2 separate regions of the Oryctolagus cuniculus genome follow, and region 2 is linked to region 1. A link is a contact called in public Micro-C data. All regions are on one chromosome and are shown on one strand. Each heading gives the region's core, a stretch centred on a gene start, on an enhancer-like site or on the middle of the called end of the contact. The rest is flanking DNA. Distances are from core to core; before and after follow the strand shown. Region 1 overlaps MARK2 (microtubule affinity regulating kinase 2). Region 2 holds the start of MARK2 (microtubule affinity regulating kinase 2).

The links. Hi-C and Micro-C count contacts between places; a contact is called where the count stands out from the background.
Region 2: a contact with region 1 is called in a Micro-C map of ear pinna, with 2.0 times the contacts expected there. The contact joins the promoter of MARK2 here to the enhancer-like site in region 1. A contact is called at or near these places in 2 of 6 Hi-C or Micro-C datasets (ear pinna and an unstated tissue).

The regions. Positions count from the first base shown.
Region 1 is chr1:7,329,077-7,333,712 of mOryCun1.1, reverse strand. The region is part of intron 1 of MARK2 (microtubule affinity regulating kinase 2); the gene reads left to right. Among named protein-coding and RNA genes, the nearest start is that of MARK2, 33 kb to the left of the region's middle. Within about 2 kb of position 2,627, at least 2 of the 8 cell types and tissues checked have an H3K27ac peak or open chromatin away from gene starts, as enhancers often do. A contact at or near this core is called in ear pinna, where this site is marked.
Region 2 is chr1:7,361,779-7,366,414 of mOryCun1.1, reverse strand. MARK2 (microtubule affinity regulating kinase 2) reads left to right here and starts at 2,008. Exons shown (of 16, transcript XM_051833086.2): 1 at 2,008-2,633. The coding sequence starts at 2,580.

The DNA of each region.
Region 1 (4,636 bases), core at 1,378-3,877:
TCCATCTGCTGGTTCACTCCCCAAATGGCCACAACGGCCAGAGCTGGGCCAATCCAAAGCCAGGAACCTGTTCCGGTCTCCCATGCGGAAGCAGGGGTCCAAGGACATGGGCCATCTTCCACTGCTTTCTCAGGCCATACCAGAGAGCTGGTTTGAAAGTGGAGCAGCCAGGACTCGAACTGGCACCTGTATGGGATGCCGATACTGCAAGCAGTGGCTCTACCTGCTACGCTACAGCACCAGCTCCAAGATGACATTTTCTCCTTTCTTCCTGATTGCCTGATCTTTGTGGCCTAGAGTTTGAGAGCTCCATCTGACTTTTCAGTCTCCTGTTTGAACCCGTGAAGAAGGCACCAGCTGTGCAGGGCGGTGGAAATGCAGACCTGTTAGACTGGTTGCTTGTACGTGTTCCCCCTGCCCCCACTCGGGGCAGGGAGACTGAAACTGCAGCTTGCTGGGCTTTGCCAAGTCAGTTTCTCCTGACAGATTACTTGCCCATGGCAGGCAGGCAGGCAGGTAGGTGGGCAGCTCACAGACCAGACCAACTGCTGTGGGAATCAGGGTGTGAGTGGGGGCAGGTGCAAGGTACTAGGTGTGCCGCCAGTCCCACCAGTGGCTGCACCTACACCTGCAGATTCCTGGGGCCTGCTGGAGATGGGTTGTGTCGTGGTGTATATCTTATTGCTACATTTTGGTCTGTAGAGGCTGGAAGGGGTGAGGTGCTTGTGGTGGTAGGTAAATGAGGTTTAGGGACGAACAGGATCCTTCCCTAGGGCACCCCAAGTTCAGGTTTGTAATGTTACTAAGGAGTGCTGATGTTTAGTACCTTAATTTCTGGAGCTGTCACCTAGGTTACCTTTAATTTTTTCAGCGCTAGGCATAAGCGACTTTCCAGTGTGTGGGCCTGGTGTTCAAGGCATGAGGCATGTTAAGTGAGGTTTACTTACAGGCCGGTTGACTTGACGTAAGCCAAGGTCAGGAAGTGGGCTTCAGGACATGCAGTCCATGCCCACTTCCTGCTGTGGTCTCAGGGACGGGGCTGGAAGGCCTGTTAGTACAGAGGCGATGAGAGCTTTCACATCCACGTGGGACAGACCCCCCTCTCCAAGCTCTTCTCTGACCCCTAATTTTGCAAGCGTGGAAGCATGGATCCCTAGAGAGTAAATGACTTGCTCAAAGTTATATAACTTGTTTGGGCAGAGCTGGGTCTCAAATAGGTCTCTCTTGGGCCCTTTGCTACACCCCCATTGCTTCCACTTCAGAGGCAGTCCTGCTTAGAGGGCTGTGGAGGGCAGCCTATGCCTCCATGGGAAAGGACACGAGGAAGGGCAGCAGGCCCTGCTCCACCCACTGGAGAGGAGCTCTGAAACCCTGCAAGAGACCACAGCCACTGGGGTGCTGAGGGGTCCCCAGCAATGGACCCTGGCCCCGGTGGAAGCAGAGCTGTGCTAAGAGCCATGGGGGGAGGAGTCACCCGGGAAAGCAGGATGACCCTGACTCTCCCTGTGACTTCTGGAGAGCTGCTAGGCACCAGGCGCTGAGGACACAGAAGTGACTTAGTCGTGGAAAAGACCCTCAGACTGCGCTTGCTCTTGTCATGGCCAACAAGAGCTGAGAAGGAAATTTGCCACTCAGTCCTGGTAAAAGAAGGGCTGAGCTGGAGCATGCCGGAGGGACCAGCAGGCTGCCTGGAGGAAGTGCTGTGCAGCGGAGGCTCGGGGGAGGAGGGCACTGCCCCAGGCAGTGGGAAACCCTCGCAGAGACCTGGAGGCTGGGGAGGACATGCTGCATCTGAAGACAGGGGGAGATTCTAGGAAGGGAGGAGGGCGAGGGCAAGGAGCCAGCCAGTGAGTGCCGTTGGAGGGAAATCCCAATCCCATGTGGGTCTTAGAGGTGCATACACACAGTGCAAGGGAGATCCGTTGTTTGTGTGTCATAGGTATGCATAACACACATACACACACAATTGATACCTATCTATAGAGTGAGTTGTTTTTTTTAAGTCATGCTCTGAATGTGAAACACCATTGCTTCCTGTTCCCAGTGCTGGGTGCCCTGTTGAGAGGACTGTGGGTGCTCCCTGCCATATGCTGTGCTGTGGCGTGAAAGGGACAGGTTTTTCTGTGTGCAGGTGCGGGTGCAGAGTGGGCTGGCCGAGGTTTCGGTCCTGGACAGGGATTCTGGCTTTCGGTTTGCAGCAGGGCTAGTCCAGGACATGGTGCCTGCTCCGACCCCGGGGGTGAAGATCGCTTTCTCTTTCCTCAGGGAATGAGTCACAGACTGTAGCTGCTGTCCCCACTGCCCCCACCCCAGGTTCTGCAGGCTCCTAGAGGCCGCCTGTAGAGGCTGATGGTAGCAGTTGGTGAGGAAGAGGAAGTGACCATCCCTCCTGCCACTCCTGACGCGTGGTTCTGCTGCTCAACAGCACCTCTTCGTGGCTGCCTTGGGCTATGCACAGGAAAGGGAGGAGCGCCCCTCCTGTGGGCGGGTTGTCCTCTGTGGCTCCTGCATGCCCTCGACAAGACCAGGTTGCACAACACAGCTAGTGAGAGTGCCCCTGTGTGCCTCTCTGGCAGCCCATGCACAAGTGTTTGGAGTGGCCAGAGCTTAGCTTAATGTGAGGCTGGAATGGGGCCTCCTGGACAGCACTCCCCCGCTGTCACCTCGGCTGTCCCCTCTCCCCCAGCCAAGGAGTCTTGTTCCTGTGCCAGTCCTGCCTCTTCCCGAGACCGTAAGCTGCCCACCTCCAACTTGGTTCCACTTGTGATAGGAAGACCATTCCGCGTTCTTGGCTGTAGACCAGCCCACCTGTAGCCTGGCTGGTTGCCCCTGCTTCTGCCAGTTTGTTTGGTGTGCACGTTCCCGCAGTTCTCCTGATGCAGCTGGTTCTGTAGTGCCCGGATCTGAGCTCTGGCAGCGGGAAGCCAGCTGCTTCCCTCCCTGACTTCAGGGGCGGGACTTGAAAGTACAGAATCATAATCTCCCTCCCTCCTTCTCCTGCCACCCCCTCGCTGCCAAGCGAACTGGAGTGACCAGCTCAGAGCGAGACTGAGCCCCCTCACAGCCCCGCGTGACGGCAGTGGTCTGGAGGAAGATTAGTGGGTGCGTGAGTATGTGAGCGCTGGCAGATGCCGCCCGCTGGCAGGTGCGCTGTCTTTCTGGTGGTGGTGGAGACCAGGGCTCCTGAGGGGAGATAGTGACCTGGCCAGGTGCCGGCCAGGTCTGCCCCAGGCCTCCCTGTTCTCCAACGCGCTGGGAGATGACAAGTGCTTCTAAACAGCCCTGCTCTTCAGAAGAGCTGGGTGCGGGTGGGAGGGCGGTTTGGGTTTATTCTTGGGATCCCTTCCAGTACACCATCTCTTTTCACCCTCCCTTACTACCTTCAACCCCTGGGCCTGTTGACTGGGTGGAGGTTAAGAGGGTGATGGCTGCTCCTTAGCTGGGAAGGGGTGTTGAGGGGGGAGCACAGGTCTCCAGCCGCTGTTGCACAGCCAGCGTGGGCTGCCTGGAGAAGGGGTTCCGCCTTATCCTTCTGCCAGTCTCACCAGGCATCCAGGCAGCACCCAAGGGGAAACACCCCCTCGCTGCTGCTGAGACTTGGGTGCCTCCCAGCAGGTAGCAGCCGAGCGTGCTGAGTGGGGGCTGTGACAAATGGTTTTGCAGAGAGAGGGGAGAAAGTCTGATTTCACCGAGCCCAAGGCCAGCTTCAGCACAGCTAGGTAACTTCTGCAGCTCAGCCTGCCTGGAGCCAAGGGCTCAGGTGCTGCCTGCCTTGCCCTGTTCGTTCCTAGTGACTAGCGACTGCCATCGTCAGCTTGACCTGCTGGTTAGATGGCCCTGACCTGGTCTCCAGGCTCCCTGGTCCTTTCTGCCCTGGAGCTAGACTTAATGGTAGAGTTCTCTCCCTCCCAGTTCTGACAGGCAAGAAGTGGCCACAGGAAATTCTGCTTGTAACAATTTGGCTTCTGGCTGGGGGTCTGGGCATCTAAGATCTAGAAGCTTATCCAGGTGTCCGTATACACATATTTCTTGGTAGGCTGGAAAGGCTTTGCCTGGGTGTTAGTTAATGTGGAGCTCTTCAGGGCCCTGTGTCACCCATCCTCCTAGTCACACACACACACACACACACACACCACCAAAACAAAACACTAACCTTTCCTACAAAGAATATTGGAAAAATCGAGCAGTGCTTCAAGGTCATTTGATCATCGTGGTGTTTGGCATGGTTAGCTGGTTTGGCATTTAGTGAGAGATTTCTGCTTCATATTTGAGCAAAAGATTTCTTGGGGGGAGGCCTCTGTGCTGGGCTTGCCCCGTACACAGGGTCTGCCCTCCTCCCCTCCCCTGGCAGGTTGTTTTAATCATCTTGCCCATAAACATGTCGGCCAGCGCACATGAGCTTGGCTACCTCTTCATGGGGTAGCCAGCGTCGGCATTCAGCGTTAGATGCCACAGTCACTTGACAGGGTGGAGGGCTTTAGGCACCAGCAGGGAGGTAAATGGGGTGTGTGTGAGTCCTTGGTGGGCTTGGGCTTCTGCTGTGAGAAGACAGCAGTTCCTTTCTTTCCTGCCTGTATTACTCTTGAACTCCTTGTTCTGGCGTCTCGTTTAGCCTCGCCTGGTATCTCAGATCCTG
Region 2 (4,636 bases), core at 759-3,258, 33 kb before region 1:
TAGGGGGCCTCTGGCTGCTGCCCACTTTGAGCCGCCGTTGAGCCCTGGGGCAGGAGAGAGGCAAATTCCAACACGTCCCGGGTGCCATGAGTGGGGACGGCTTGGAGCTGGAGAGATGAGCCCGGGCTGCTGCATCTCCTGGGTGAGACAGTCGAGGAGGAAGTAAAAGTGCACGGAGGTTACTACACGGACTTCCTGTTTGAGTCAGGGGCTCGTGAATCCAGCGACCCCACTCTACGGATGGGGAGACTGAGGCCCACAGGAAGGAAGAAAAGCTACTTCTGTACAGGCCTGTTCTCTGTGTCACTCATCCGGGAGAACTGTCATTTTCAGCGGGGTCCTCTCCCTTTCCCCCCAGTTTCTTTGTCTTAGATACAGTGACGTGGGAATGAAGGGAAGGCCTGGGGCACGCGTTTAGGCTAGCATGGAAGATGCCAGCCGTGACACCTGGGTTCCGTATCGGAGTGGGCATCGGGGTCCAGTGCCCAGGTCCTGCTCCTAACTCCAGCTTCCTGCTAATGTAGACCTGGGGAGGCAGCCGCCATGGCTCAGGTACCGGGGTCTCCTCCACCCACGCCACCCACATCGGAGATCTGGATGGAGTTCCCAACTCCCAGCTTCAGCCTGACTGGGCCGTTGTAGACTATGGGCAAGTAAGTCTTAGTGGATGAAGGCCCTTCCCAACTCCTACACCTAGCCGCTCAAATAAGTGAATAAAAGCTCATGGAAAATGCACACTTTTTAAAAAATATTTCATTATTTATTTGAAAGGGAGAGTTACAGAGAGAGAGAGAAAGAGAGATTGATCTTCCATCTGCTGGTTCCCTCCCCAGATGTTTGCAACTGCCAGGGCTGGGCCAGGGCCGAAGCCAGGAGTCCAGAGCTGCTTCTGGGTCTCCCACGTGGGAATGCATGCTATGTTTATTTTTTAAAATTTCATTTTATTTCAAAGGCAGAGAGACGGAGGAGAATCCCTACAACAGCCAGGGCTAGGCCAGTCAGAAGCCTGGAGTCCGGAACTCAATCCTGGGGTCTCCCATGTGGGTGGCAGGGACACAGGTGTTTGAGCCATCACTTGCTGCCTCCCAGGGTGTGGATGAGGAGGAAGCTGGATTGGAAGCAGAGTAGCGGGGGCTTGAGCCCGGCCAGTCAGGGACGGGATGCGGGCGTCCCACGTCGACCTTACCGCTAGAAAAGGTGCATTGTTTTTTAAAAGAAAAAAAGATGAGACGATCTCTCCTGCCTTACCTGGCAGGGGCACTTAAAGTCATCTCTGGGATAAATCCGTTCGGTGGAGGGGACAGGAGCCTAAGCTCAGAGATGGCAGGTGGGTTTCCCAGGATCGCAGAGCTGGGGCTGCAAGGCAGGCCCTGGGCGTTCCCGCAGCGGAGTGTGTCGGACGCTGACCTGGTCCCTTGCCGACCTGCGGACCAGGTGCGGCCATTCACAGACAGGAGAGCCCGTGGCAGGTGGTGGGCGGGAGGCAGGTAGGTAATAGACTGACGTTGCGTTTGTCAGGTGACACATGTTGACGGCCTGTGGTGCGGGATAAACAGAAGATGGATTTTATGAGATAACCGACAGGGGGACGAACAGACACGCAGCAGGAAGCTGCTCCAGGTCCAAAGTACACCGGCCACAGGGATGGATGGCTAACAGCCTCGTCCTCTTTTTAGTCAAATAACAACACGCACGGGGACCCACGCGTCCCGTCCAAGGTTTGAAAATACCCGAAAACTGACGGAAAGAAACGAAGAGCCAGGCTCTGGGAACCCCGGGGGGGAAATGACCGCGGACTCGGCGGGCTTCGGGTGTTGCCGGAAATGGCCGACTGCCGCCCTCGGCCGCTCAGCAGGACGGGGGCGTGGCCGGCTCCGCACGCGGAGCCTCTTCGGGTGTTTCCGGAAACTGCCGAAAGCCGGCTTGACGTGGGCGGGGAAAGGGCGGTGGGCGTGGCTTGGGCGGCTCAGGAGGGCCCGGAGCCGCTTCGTAGATTTCCGTAAACAGAGCCGAAGCTCGGTCTTCGGAATCGAGGAGGTGCGCGCGTCTCCGGGGATTACCTTCTTCGGCTGTTTCCGGAATTGACCCGTAGACCCCGGCCGAGAGGAGAAGGCGCGCCCCCCTCCCGTTCCTAAGCGCTTCGGATGTTTCCGGCTGCCGCCGGCGGAAAGAGCCGAGGGCCGGCGGTGGTGGCGGCCATGTTGGGAGCAGCAGGTCCGGCGGCGGCTGCCTGTGTGCCGGGCGCGGAGCAGTGCCGCTGAGGGCAGGGGAGGAGCGAGGCAGGCGGCCGGCTGCGGCGGCAGAGAGTAGGCGGAGCGGCGCAGCCCGGCCGAAAGGCGGCACAGCCCAGCCGGGGGTCGGGGGGGTGCGGTCCGGAGCCGCTCGGAGCCGGCGCGGCCTAGCCCGAGCGGCGCATCCCCGGGCTGGCGTGAGCGGCTGCCCGGCCTCCCCGCACCCCCGGCCGGGGCCCATGCGGCGGGCGCTCCTGCTGTGAGAAGCCCCGCCCGGCCGGGCTCCGCGCCTTCCCTTCCCTCCCTTACTCCGAGCTTCTCGGTTCCCTCCCCTGAGATACCGGCGCCATGTCCAGCGCCCGGACCCCCCTACCCACGCTGAACGAGAGGGACACGGAGCAGGTAAGGAGCCCCGAGGGCTCCCCGGATTCTCTGGCTGGGCCCCTGCACCTTGCGGAGCCTCCTCCCTCCTCTGCTCTCCTCGTGCCCCGGCTGCCCTGTCATCCGGCCCTGCACATCCCCCTTCCGAGTCCTGACCCGGGACCCACCTTGAACTGACTCCAGGCTGCACACTTGTCGCCCTGCCAACCCCCCTCCGCCCCTCGCCGCCCTCCTGCGCTCTTCCGTGTTAACCTCCTCAGCTTCCCCTCTCTTCCCTTTTTCTCTCTGGGCCCTCTCTGGTCTTCTTCCACCCACGCTTCGAGCAGCACCCCGCGCCTGGCCACAGATCGTCGGCCACCTCTCCCTCCGCCCGCGCCGGCTCTCCCGGTCCCTGCTGACGACCCGCAGGGTCCTCGCCCGGGAGGGTGTTCGCCGCGAGCCCTGTCCGCTTGCGGCTGCCCAGCTGTGTCCGCCCCGCTTCGTCCTCAGCCCCGCGTGCTCGCTGTTGCCCGCAGCCCACCAGCTCCACCCTCATCCCCTTTCCGGATCGCTCGCCTACTCTTTGCTCATCACTTTCCCGTCTTTTCCCCGGGAGCTCCCCGGCTCCTGGCGCTGCCCGTGTCGCTTCCGTGTTTCCCAGCTGTCATGCGCGCAGTTTGCCCACAGGTTGCTCTGGGGTTCCTGTCCTCCCTGCCTTCGGAGCCCTGGGGGCCCCTCGTGCTCTCCTCCCCCAGGGTTCGGTTCCCAAGCCCCTGCGCCTCCTGCTCGGCGCCCTGCGTGCCCCGCCGGCCTTTGCCCTGGCCGCGGCCCGCACCCCGCGGGACGGTCGCTCGCTGTTTCCGCCCTGTGTATTCACACAACCTGTTGCTCACTTCTCTCCCGGGCCTCTGCGGCGCGCACCCGGACGCTCGGTGCCTGTCACTCCCTGCTCACTGCCTTGCTGCCCCCTTGGCTTCGCCTCGCCTCCTCTCCGTGCCTCCCCGCGGGGTTTGCTCCTCTCCTGCCGTCTTCAGGTCCTGCGGACAGCCCCCGCCCCCGTGTGCTGCTGTGCCGTCCCTGCTCCCTTCCCGTTGCTCTGTAATTCCCAGCAAGTGCTTGCCCTATGCCGCAGCCTCCCGACCCTACAAGCTGCCCCCATCCTGGCCGCACTCCCGTGGGGCGTCAGCCAAGCCGTGGCCTGTGCTGTGTGCTCTCACTGGCTGTCCCCTCCCTGGCTGCTGGGACCCTTGCTGAGGGCCCTGCCGGGGGACGCCCTGCCTTACCTCTCAGAGAACTTTCCTGGGCCCAGACAGCAGGGCCTGGCAAAGGCGCCCTCCTGCCCGGGGGCTGCACTGCGTTGGATCCTCCGCCCTCCCTCCTCTGCGCCCCTCCTGTCCCCTTTCCTTCGTGGTCGCTGGGGTAGAGCTGTTGCAGTGTTTTCATTCTCTCTGGTTGACCTGCTCCGACAGACCCTCCCCCGTGTCCTTTACTCCGTGTGGCTGTTCTGTGAGCCTCTGCTGCCTGTCACCTGCACAGTTAGGAACCCGGCAGTTCTGGACGGAGTTTTTCTCGGTGGCGGCTGGCCCTTTTCTTGTGCACGGGTTGTTTGTTTCTGGGGTGCAGGGGCATTGAGAGGGAGGGATGGGCCTGACAGCTGACTCCGTGTGGGGCAGAGTCTGGAAACGGGGAGCTTGGTCTGTGGCCCGCAGTGGTCCTTGCCCTCGCTTGCCAGCTGTTTCTCCGTTCGGGGAGCCACTCTCTGCCCTCTTGAGGCTGCTTGTTCCGTCCTTTTTTCTCTCGCAGCCTTGGTGTTGGCAGGTGGGCCCTGCTTAGCTGGATAACTTTCCGAGACTGTTGATTGGGAGCTGGAAGGAGGGGCTGAGGGCCTAACCGGCACCCCAGGCGTCTGTGGAGTGGCGCGGAGTGCCTCCTGCCCGGGAGGCCGTGGGACCTTGTGCGCACCGGCGTGGAGTCCCGGGCGGCCTCCGTGTGGTTTCTTTGTGCTGTTTACCAAATGTGGGTGTGCTGTCGCCGTGGCCTTGTGA